Linked DNA regions of Ovis aries: region 1 is linked to region 2. Evidence: chromatin contacts called from public Hi-C data. All regions are on one chromosome and are shown on one strand. Each heading gives the region's core, a stretch centred on a gene start, on an enhancer-like site or on the middle of the called end of the contact. The rest is flanking DNA. Distances are from core to core; before and after follow the strand shown. Region 1 holds the start of LAT (linker for activation of T cells). Region 2 overlaps SBK1 (SH3 domain binding kinase 1).

Region 1 (4,729 bases), core at 1,297-3,796, 81 kb before region 2:
TTCACCACCTACCTCCCATCCTCCAGATTTTCATTTTTATTGGAGAGACACTGTTGTCCATGAACTGGGCCATCGTGGCTGATATTCTGCTGGTAAGTAGGTGTCTGGCCCAAGGTTACCCCAGTGGCTGATGGGAGCGGGTGGTGGGTAGGAAACTTCATGTGTGCTAAGTCACTTCAGTCGTGTCCGATTCTTTGCGACCCTATCGACACTGTACCCCTCCAGGCTCCCCCGTCCATGGGATTCTCCAGGCAAGAATACTGGAGTGGGTTGCCAGGCCCTCCTCCAGGGGATCTTCCTGACTCAGGGATTGAACTCACGTCTCTTATGTCTCCTGCACTGGAAGGCGGGTTCTTTACCACTAGCACCACCTGGGAAGCCCCATAGGGAACCTCACTTGTCTTGAATTGTAGTGGTCATCCCTTTTTCAGAACCTAGCCCTGAGACTGACTTCCAGCCCCAAGTGGGCCTGTAGTTTGGGCCTGCCCTGCCCTTCATCCCAGCCACACCTCTGAGCTGTGGTTCCCCTGATGTCAGCCTAGGGTGTGCCTTGCTCCTCTCCTTACCCTCTGCCTCCTGTTCCTCTCTCCCACCAGTATGTGGTGATCCCCACACGACGCTCCACTGCTGAAGCCTTCCAGATTGTACTGTCCCACCTGCTAGGTGATGCTGGGAGCCCGTATCTCATTGGTTCGGTGAGCAGGACCTCTTGGCCAGGCCTGGGCTGGGCTTCAGGGGGACCCTACGTTCCTGGCACCAGCCAGTCACCAGCGGCCGAATTAGAGGGTCCAGTCCAAGTGAGGCATCCGAGTCCCTGTGCCACGCACCCCTCACCTCAAAGCCTCAGCTCGGCCGGCAGGATTTTGTCTTGGTAGATTTCCACCGGTGAGGTCCTGGCTTAAGTCTTCTTCGTTCTTCTGGAGTTTGGGGGTTTCCTTTCCATGCCTTCTTCTGACTTTTCTTTTCCTTCTTTTTTTTTTTTTTTTTTTAAGATTTTTTTGATGAAAAATTCTGCTAAGTCTTTGTTGAATTTGTTACAGTATTGCTTCTGTTTTATGTTTTGGTTTGTTGGCTGTGAGGCATGCGGGATCTTAGCTCCCCGACCAGGGGTCAAACCCGCGCCCCCTGCGCTGGAAGGCCAAGTCTTAGCTACTGGACCGCCAGGGAAATCCCTCTCTTGACTTTTCTTTCCCTGTCTCCCTGCAGATCTCTGACCGCCTGCGCCGGGACTGGCCCCCCTCCTTCTTGTCCGAGTTCCGGGCCCTGCAGTTCTCACTCATGCTCTGCGCCTTCGTGGGGGCACTCGGGGGCGCGGCCTTCCTGGGCACCGCCATCTTCATCGAGAGCGACCGCCGGCAGGCTCAGCTGCACGTGCAGGGTCGGTCGGGCCTCCCCTCTGTCAGTCCACAGTTCCCTGTCTAGCTTCATGATGCTGCCTGCTTGTCTGTCTGTCTGCCCGCCCAGCCCTGTGTACCTGGCCTCTCTCAGTCCTCAGCCCTCCCCTTCCTCGGCTTCAGGGCTGCCTGACCCATGAGCTCATGCCCTGCTGTGTGCCCATCAATGCTGCCCTGTCCATTTGCCACTGCTTGTTCGTCCCCTTCCTGGGCCTGTGTCTGTCTGTCCATCCAGCCCTGGCTCTGATTCTCTTCCCTGGCAGGTCTGTTGCCTGAAACCGGGCCCACCGATGACCGGATTGTGGTGCCCCAGCGAGGACGCTCCACCCGGGTCCCTGTGTCCAGTGTGCTTATCTGAGGGATCACCGCTTGCTATCTGCAGACCTATCACAGCTGGCCCTGGGCCCACCCCAGGAGGTGCCCAGGCCCCAACTCCTCGGCTAGCCCGTTTTCCGGGAGGGGCCTTGGGCCGTGTTCCAGCTCCCACACACTACATGGGTAGCCAAGTGGGGACACTGGGGGCTCGGGACGGGGGAGCCCCTGCCCCTGGAGCAGCCCTGGGGGCTCGGTGCTATTTGTAACTGAATAAAATTTGTAGCCAGAACCCCAAGTGCCTGCTGGAGTCTCTCTGGGTTAGGGACCTCTGATCTCTGGATGGTGGGGGATGCCCCCTCTCTACCCCCAGGGTCCCAGCGGCTGTCGGGTGACCCCCGTGGGCCCTGGGGCAAAGCCCTGTCCTTCTGGGCCGGTGAGCATTGGGGTGGAGTGAGCTGGCTTTGTGTGACCGTGAGTCATGCCCGTGTCTCCCCTAGAGCCCGCCCTCCGCAGGCCAGCCAGGGCGAGGTGGGGGTGGGCACACCCAGGGGCCCCTCAGAATTCCCGGTGTCGGAGCCTCTCTTTGCTGCCTCCGTGAGCCACAGCTGTGGAGGCCGCGGCCACTGACTGGCCTGGAAGCATCTTTCCCTCCTCACCCCCGCTATGAGTTGCCCCTTGCCAGGGAGACCAGCTGACCCTTCTGGAGGGCCCAGGGTGGCTCCTGAGGTGGCCTCCTCCCCCTCCTCACTGGCTGAGTGGGGGTGGGAAGGGGGCGGGTGCAGCTGGCTGAGCCCCGATGATTTCCTGCCCTCACCCGGCGCTCACCACAGCTTCCTGCCACAGGCAGGCAGGCGCTGAGGAGAGGCGGGCGCGGAGCGAGGGGCAGGTAGGGCTGGGGCACAGGGTCTGTGTAGGGGTGGCTGGTGCCCCAGACTCCAGCCCAGACCCTGGCCTGACCACCCTGGGGTCCAGGGTCTTCCAGAGCCAGCGCTGACACCCGCTCAGCCCAGCGAGGGGAGGGGATCCAGAGGAACCCCTGCCTTCAGGCTCTCAGCCGGCCGCCGGTACCCTTCCCGGCCTGGCCCTTGCCCGCTGCTTCTCTGTGTGGAGGGGTGTGCAGCGAGCAGCTGGGCCTGGTCCAAGCAGATGGAGGCGGTCAGCCTGCCTGTCTACGTGCTGGGGCCCCTGCTGCTGCCTCTCTTGGCCGTGTTGCTGATGGCTCTGTGTGTCCGTTGCCGGGAGCTGCCAGGTGAGTGGGTGCCAGTGGGTTGACCAGATGCCCAGACACACTGCTAGGGATCCTCACTCCATTCTCTGACCTCTTCCTTCCCTTTAACTGTCTGTAACTCTTTCTTGCACGCGGAGACGCTGAGAGCCCCATACTCCATCACCCTCTGCCCTCGTCACCCTCTTTTCCTGCCTCACGGGCCCTCTCTTCCCCAGGCTCATACGACACTGCCGTCTCCGATAGGTGAGTCTGCCTTGTCGACCCCGTTCGACTCCCTCAATGCCCCGTGTGGGGCTGGGCCCCTGGGGGCCTGGGGTGGGGTCCAGGGCCTCTCCCAGCTGCTGACCTGAGCTCTGTCTCTCCTGCCAGTTTGACCCCAAGTAGCATCATGATCAAACTGCCTCGTGAGTACATGAGTGTCCCCTCCCTTGGGTGCGGGGAGAGGGTCCCCTGGCCTGGGAGAGCGTGTGCTTTTGTTCATTTCCCCGCTGTGGCCGCCCACATGGCCTGAGCTGGGGGTGGGGAGGGAGATCGTGTCTGCCCGCCCAGGACTCTCCAGGGCCCTGGGGGTGGCAGGGGTCAGTCTGCCTTTCGAGGCCTTGTCCAGGGTAGGGGTGTGAGGTGTGGAGTCATTCCTTCAGCTTGGTCCTGTGTCCTCAGCCACACTCGTCCCACGACCATCGACCACTCCCTACCCGCTCCCGAGCCAGCCAGACCTGCTCCCCATCCCGTAAGTACCAAATCCCCTCTTTAACCCCTCACCTCCTTGGATTGGGGGCCTCTTGCCCTGTTGCAAGCCCTCTCCCCCTAGAGCCCCACCCTAGTATGACCTCTGACCTTTGACGCCCAGAAGGTCCCCGCAGCCCCTCGGAGGCTCCCACCGTATGGCGTCGTCCCGGCAGGACTCAGATAGCGGTAAGCCTGGAGCGGGACCCACAGGGCTGGGACCACTGGGTAAAGGCCCCCTCCGAGCTGACTCAGTCTCCCTCTTGCGTTCTCTCTGCAGCCAACAGCGTGGCCAGCTACGAGAACGAGGGTGTGACTGGGACCCCTGTGGCCCCGGCTGGGAGGCGGCTGAGACCCGTCCTGGGCTCCGCTGACCCTGTGTCGTTACCCCCAGAGGCAGCCTGTGAGGATGCGGATGAAGATGACTATGACGAAGACTATAACAATGAGGGCTACTTGTGAGTGGCCAGGTGGGAGGTGGGGGCCGAGGCCAGGGCTCCTCGCTCACCTGACCCTTGACTCCCGCAGGGTGGTGCTTCCTGACAGGGACCCGGCCACCAGCACTGGCAACGCCGTCTCACAGGCTCCTGCGCCCAGCAAACCCGGCCTCCGAGACAGCGCCTTCTCCAGTGAGTCGGCCGTCTGACCACTCCCTGCCCCTCCGTGCTGCGGCTCCTCGGTCTTCCCTCTCCTCCTGGATCCTTGCGCCCCTCCATCTTCTCGCTTCTCTCTTTCTAGCCCTCCTGTCCTTCAGCTAGGGGACTTCCGGCTCCGATCTTCTTTTCTTTTCTCTCCTCTTCCCTCTTGATCGTTTGCCTTTTTGTCTGCAAGATTTCCTTGACTCTATTCTTCTTTGGGCTCCGAGCTTTTGTCTTTCTTGTCCAAAAGCTCTTTCTTCATCTCTGAATATTCCTTTCTCAGAGCCTCCTCTCTTGTCTTATGAAGGTGATATCATCTTGCAGATCTCGAAGGATAGTGATGATCAGCTGTCTTTTTTGGGTTTCTTTGGAAAGTTTTCTTCTGCTTCCAGTGTTGTTTCAGTTTCCTTTGGGCTACTTTTCGCTCT
Region 2 (4,357 bases), core at 656-3,155:
CATCCATTGTAGTGAGGGGAAAAGACAACAAACAGGGTATGTGAAGAAAGGACTTCACAGGATTTATGGAGGGAAGACATAAAGCCGGGAGGTCTTCACAGAGAAGGTTCCTTTTGAGCAGAAACTTGAAGGAGGTGAGGGAGGAAGGGAGCCATGCTGAAATGAGGGCAGGCAGGCAGAGGGAAGAGCCAGTGCAAAGGCCCTGAGGCCAGAGTGTATGCTTGGGGATGCTCAGGAACAACGAGGCTGATGGAGCCTGGGAGGAGATGAGAGGTGATGGGGACAGTTCATCCAGGGCCACAGTAAGCCTTTGCCTTTGACTCTGAGAGCAGTGGCAGTCCTTGGAGGGTTTTGAGCAGAGGAGGGAGAAGGTGGATTATAGGTTTTAACAGGCTCCCTCTGGCGGCGCAAGAAGGGAAGTGAGCAGGCTCCAGTACCCAGCGAAGTGAAACAAGATAGCAAGGGACCAGGTAGTAGGAACAGAAGTGATGAGAAGTGACAGGATCTGCTGACTGGACAGTGGGGTGGAGTGTGTGTATGTGTGTTATTTGCCTTCAGCCTCTGGACCGTGAAATTCCACCAACAGCCGAGGACACCAAGCAGCTCTCTGGACCCTGGATTCCTTGCCCCTGAAGGTCTGCTCTCAATTCTGGGACCCTACCCCTCTCCCTCTGCATTTCTGCCTGCCTGGGGCCAGTGGCTGCAACATGGACAAGGTACATGAAGCCTCTCGGGCACAGTTCTCCTTTCATGGAGTCAGACTGAGACACTGAGTCCCCAGGGAGGGACTGTGAATGGGGTGCATGACCTGGGTGGCGGACAGTGGTGAGCGGGAGAGCCCTAGCCCATCTGAGTGGTGGCCTCCCCTCCCCTGGGGCCATTGCTGTCACATGGGAATGTGAACTCAGGATTTCAGAGCTTCTAATTTTCCAGGAGAAGTTAGAAACCTGGATCTGATTTGTAAAATGTTAGCAAACCATTGATTAAAAAAAGTCAGGAAGGCTAGACCCCCTCTGAGGGACCAAGGATAAGACAAGGGGGGCTGCTTCTGTGGGTCTTCTACACATCGCGACCTCCATACCAGCGGCCTCGGCCAGCCTGGGAATACAGATACACGAAGACACTTCTCCCCGAGGTGTGGCCTCGTAGGCCAGCTCTTGGCTGGTCTGGGCAGGATCCTGGAAGGACTGGGGCAGTTAGGATGGAGCACCCCTTCTGAGCCCTTGGTGGGGGCACCAGACGGTGACATTTCTCAAGGATGATATGGCTGCCAGGCAAAGGCAACTGCTGGTCCCCTGGCTGCCTGGAGGAGCAGGAGAAGGCCTGGGGTCAGAAGGAGAAGACCATGGCCAGGAATGAGCCACAGGGTGAAGTCTGCTCCCAAACAAAGAGAACCAGCAAGACTAACAGGAACGGGAGGCACCCAGGCTTGTTCCTGCCTTACAGGCCGCCCTTAACTCTGCCTCTGCTCTGGAACATTCCAGAAGCTGACCTCTGTTTCTTCCCCTGGATCTAGGCTGGGCAGGGCTGGGCTGAGGGGCTGCAGGAGAAGCAGAGAGAGACAGAGGCGGTGGCAGAACCTCTGGCACTGTCAGATCGGGTTAGCCATCGCCCAGTGTGGCGCAGCGCTTCACACGCCTGACCTCATTCATCCTCTGAACTGTCTCAGGTCAGAGTTACAGCTGTACGGAGGACGAAACTGGGTCACAGAGCGGTCGGGTAACTGGCTAAGGTCACGCAGCCTAAAAGTAGCGGGATCTGGAGTTAAACCCAGGGGTATCTACCTGCAGAATCTGAGCTTGGACATAAACTCTGTCAGAAAAAGACCGAAGCAGCACGGACAGACGGACGGAACGAGCGGTGCCGTCCCTGCATGTGCGGGCGCGGCGCTCCCTCTAGTGGCCAACTCACCGCAGTGCGGGACAGAAGAGGGGCTCGCCGGCCGCCGGACTCGCTGTCTCTGGGTCTCTGTCTGTCTCACAAGCCTGCACGCACGCACGAGGGCGCACACACATTCAGTTTTCCAGCGGGAAGACCGCAACATCTCCACCTTCTCACCTGCCACAAGCGGCCCCTACCCGGCTTCCCCTTTCCCCCTGGTCAGGCTCCATCAGCGATGCCAGCCCCAGGGAGCCTTCCGGTTACTCCCCTGTGTCTCTTTCTCTCTGTCAGAACCTGGGTATCCTTGTCTATACCTGTGGTTCTCAAACTCTGCTGCACATTCTAGTCTGGCCGGGAGCTTTCAGAAGTCCTGATGCACGGCCACGCCCAGAGCAAAGGAATCAGCCTCTTTTCTCACCATCACTAGACCTTAGGAGTTTAAACCTCAGGTGGAGGGTGGAGATCTCAGCCTTTTGGTTCTCTGGCCTTTCCTGACACCTTTAACCCTCTCTGCTCCCTTCCACCTCTGAGGCTCACATCCCAGACCATATAATTACCCCACACCCCACCCGCTCTGGGATTCTGTTTTGATCACCTCCCTCTGTGTTTCCCTTCCATTCTCTTCATCTGGTACCTATAAGCAACAGTTTTTTGACCCCATCGAGGCCACCAGTCCGCGGGCCCCATCCCTTTCTCACTGCCCATCAGCCCCCTTCTGCCATGATGGTCCACCGTGCCCTGCTTGGGCTCTGCACACCATCACCATGGCTGCTCCCTGGCACCTTCATCTCCACCCCGCTGTGTCCAGCTCTCCTGTTGGAGAACCTGCCTGGCAAAACCCCAACCATCACCTGCTTTCTGCCTGCACCATACAAGCCAGCACTGGTCCGAGGGTCCCCCACCAAGTAGAGAGTTTCCCTTCATGGTCTTCAAGGGGCACTCGCTGCCCCCCACAACCCCAGTATGCCTGCCATGGCCCTTCCCCACTCTCTCTGACCAGGCCTTCTCAAATTTTAATTTGCTTGCACCTCTCCTAGGAATCTTGGTGAGGCCTGAGCTGCATGTCTAACCAGCCGCCCAGGGGTGCTGGTGCTGTTGGCCTCTGCACCCTCCTCTGAGCGGCAAGGTCCTCCCACCTTCTCCTCACTTCTCAAACCACGGTTCCCATTTCACTGAGAATACAGGTGGACCGGATGCAGTTTCATTGGCTCCTTTTATCAAAGCACAAAGCCACCCAGCCCCTCACTCTCACTTCTTCCAGCAGCTTCAGTGAGGGTGGGGAGGCCCTTCTCCCGAGGCCAACCCCTCCTTTGGGCCCTGGACTCTTCAGGACTCCCCTCTACCACACGTCTCCATCCATTTCTATCAAGAAACACGGGCACCTCCCACTCCCATTTCCCACTGCTTTGGGACAATCATTTCCATCCTTTTAGCTGAGTATTAGTAATTTTCATTCCTATGTTTCCTGCGTAGCATGTTTTAGGTTATGCTTTTCATCTCCACTTCTCATGCTGGAAGATGAACATGGACCACTTCCTGTCTCCCACCCTCCAGGAACAGTTGCATCATAGTATTGATAAGATTGGTAGTGTTGGCAGGACTTCCTTGGTGGTCCAGTGGTTAAGAATCCACCTGCAAATGCAGAGGACATGGGTTCGATTCTTGGTCCGGGAAGATCCTGCGTACCGCGGGGCTATAAAGGCCATGTGCCACAACGACTGCACCCTCCTCTAGTTTAGACCTCCTTTAGACCGTGCCCTAAAGCCTGTGCACCGCAATCAGAGAAGCCACCATAGTGAGAAGGCTGCATCTCACTATGGCATCTAGAGAGTAGCCCACACTTGCCATGACTAGAGAAAGCCCTCGTGCGGCAACGAAGACCCGGTACAGTCAAAAATATATAAATAAATAAAATTTTTTAAAAAAACGATTGATAGTGTTGGGGACTTTCCTAGTTGCCCAGTGGTTAGGGCTCCGTGCTTCCACTACAGGGAGCGTGGGTTCAATCCCTGGTTGGGGAACTTTGCCGCACAGCCAAAAGGGAAAGAAAAAAAAAAAAAGATTGGTAGTATTTACATAGTGTGGAAACACAACTTTCTGTGGGATACTATGATTTCTTTCCCCCCTTTTCCCTTTTATGATAGATTTTCTGTTTTAGTTTTATAGAACAACTGAACACGAAGTACAGAGACTTTTCATGCATACCTCCCCCCTCTGCATTTTCCCTGATTATCAGCATTTTGCATTAGTGTGGTGAGCTTGTTACAATTGATGAACCAGTGCTGATAAACTAATATTAACTAAAATCCATAGTTTACATGAGGGCTCCCTCTGTCGTACAGCCTATGGGTTTTGACAGATGGATGGGGTCACGGACCCATCTTTCCAGTATTGTACAGAATAGTTCCACGGCCCTAAAAATCCTCCGAGCTCCACCTACTCACTCCGCGCTCCCCACCAGCCCCTGACAACCACT

The links. A called contact is a pair of places that touch in the nucleus more often than the background predicts.
Region 1: a contact with region 2 is called in a Hi-C map of liver, with 2.0 times the contacts expected there. The contact joins the promoter of LAT here to the enhancer-like site in region 2. A contact is called at or near these places in 2 of 16 Hi-C or Micro-C datasets (hypothalamus and liver).

Annotation. Positions count from the first base shown.
Region 1 is chr24:26,378,129-26,382,857 of ARS-UI_Ramb_v3.0, reverse strand. LAT (linker for activation of T cells) reads left to right here and starts at 2,546. Exons shown (of 11, transcript XM_042239999.2): 1 at 2,546-2,595; 2 at 3,153-3,180; 3 at 3,307-3,341; 4 at 3,598-3,667; 5 at 3,788-3,852; 6 at 3,944-4,121; 7 at 4,192-4,292. The coding sequence starts at 3,326. It overlaps SPNS1 (SPNS lysolipid transporter 1, lysophospholipid), which reads left to right. Exons shown (of 12, transcript XM_042239995.2): 9 at 27-92; 10 at 597-695; 11 at 1,207-1,378; 12 at 1,658-1,998. The coding sequence ends at 1,752.
Region 2 is chr24:26,296,834-26,301,190 of ARS-UI_Ramb_v3.0, reverse strand. The region is part of intron 1 of SBK1 (SH3 domain binding kinase 1); the gene reads right to left. Among named protein-coding and RNA genes, the nearest start is that of SBK1, 12 kb to the right of the region's middle. Within about 2 kb of position 1,905, at least 8 of the 54 cell types and tissues checked have an H3K27ac peak or open chromatin away from gene starts, as enhancers often do. A contact at or near this core is called in hypothalamus and liver, where this site is marked.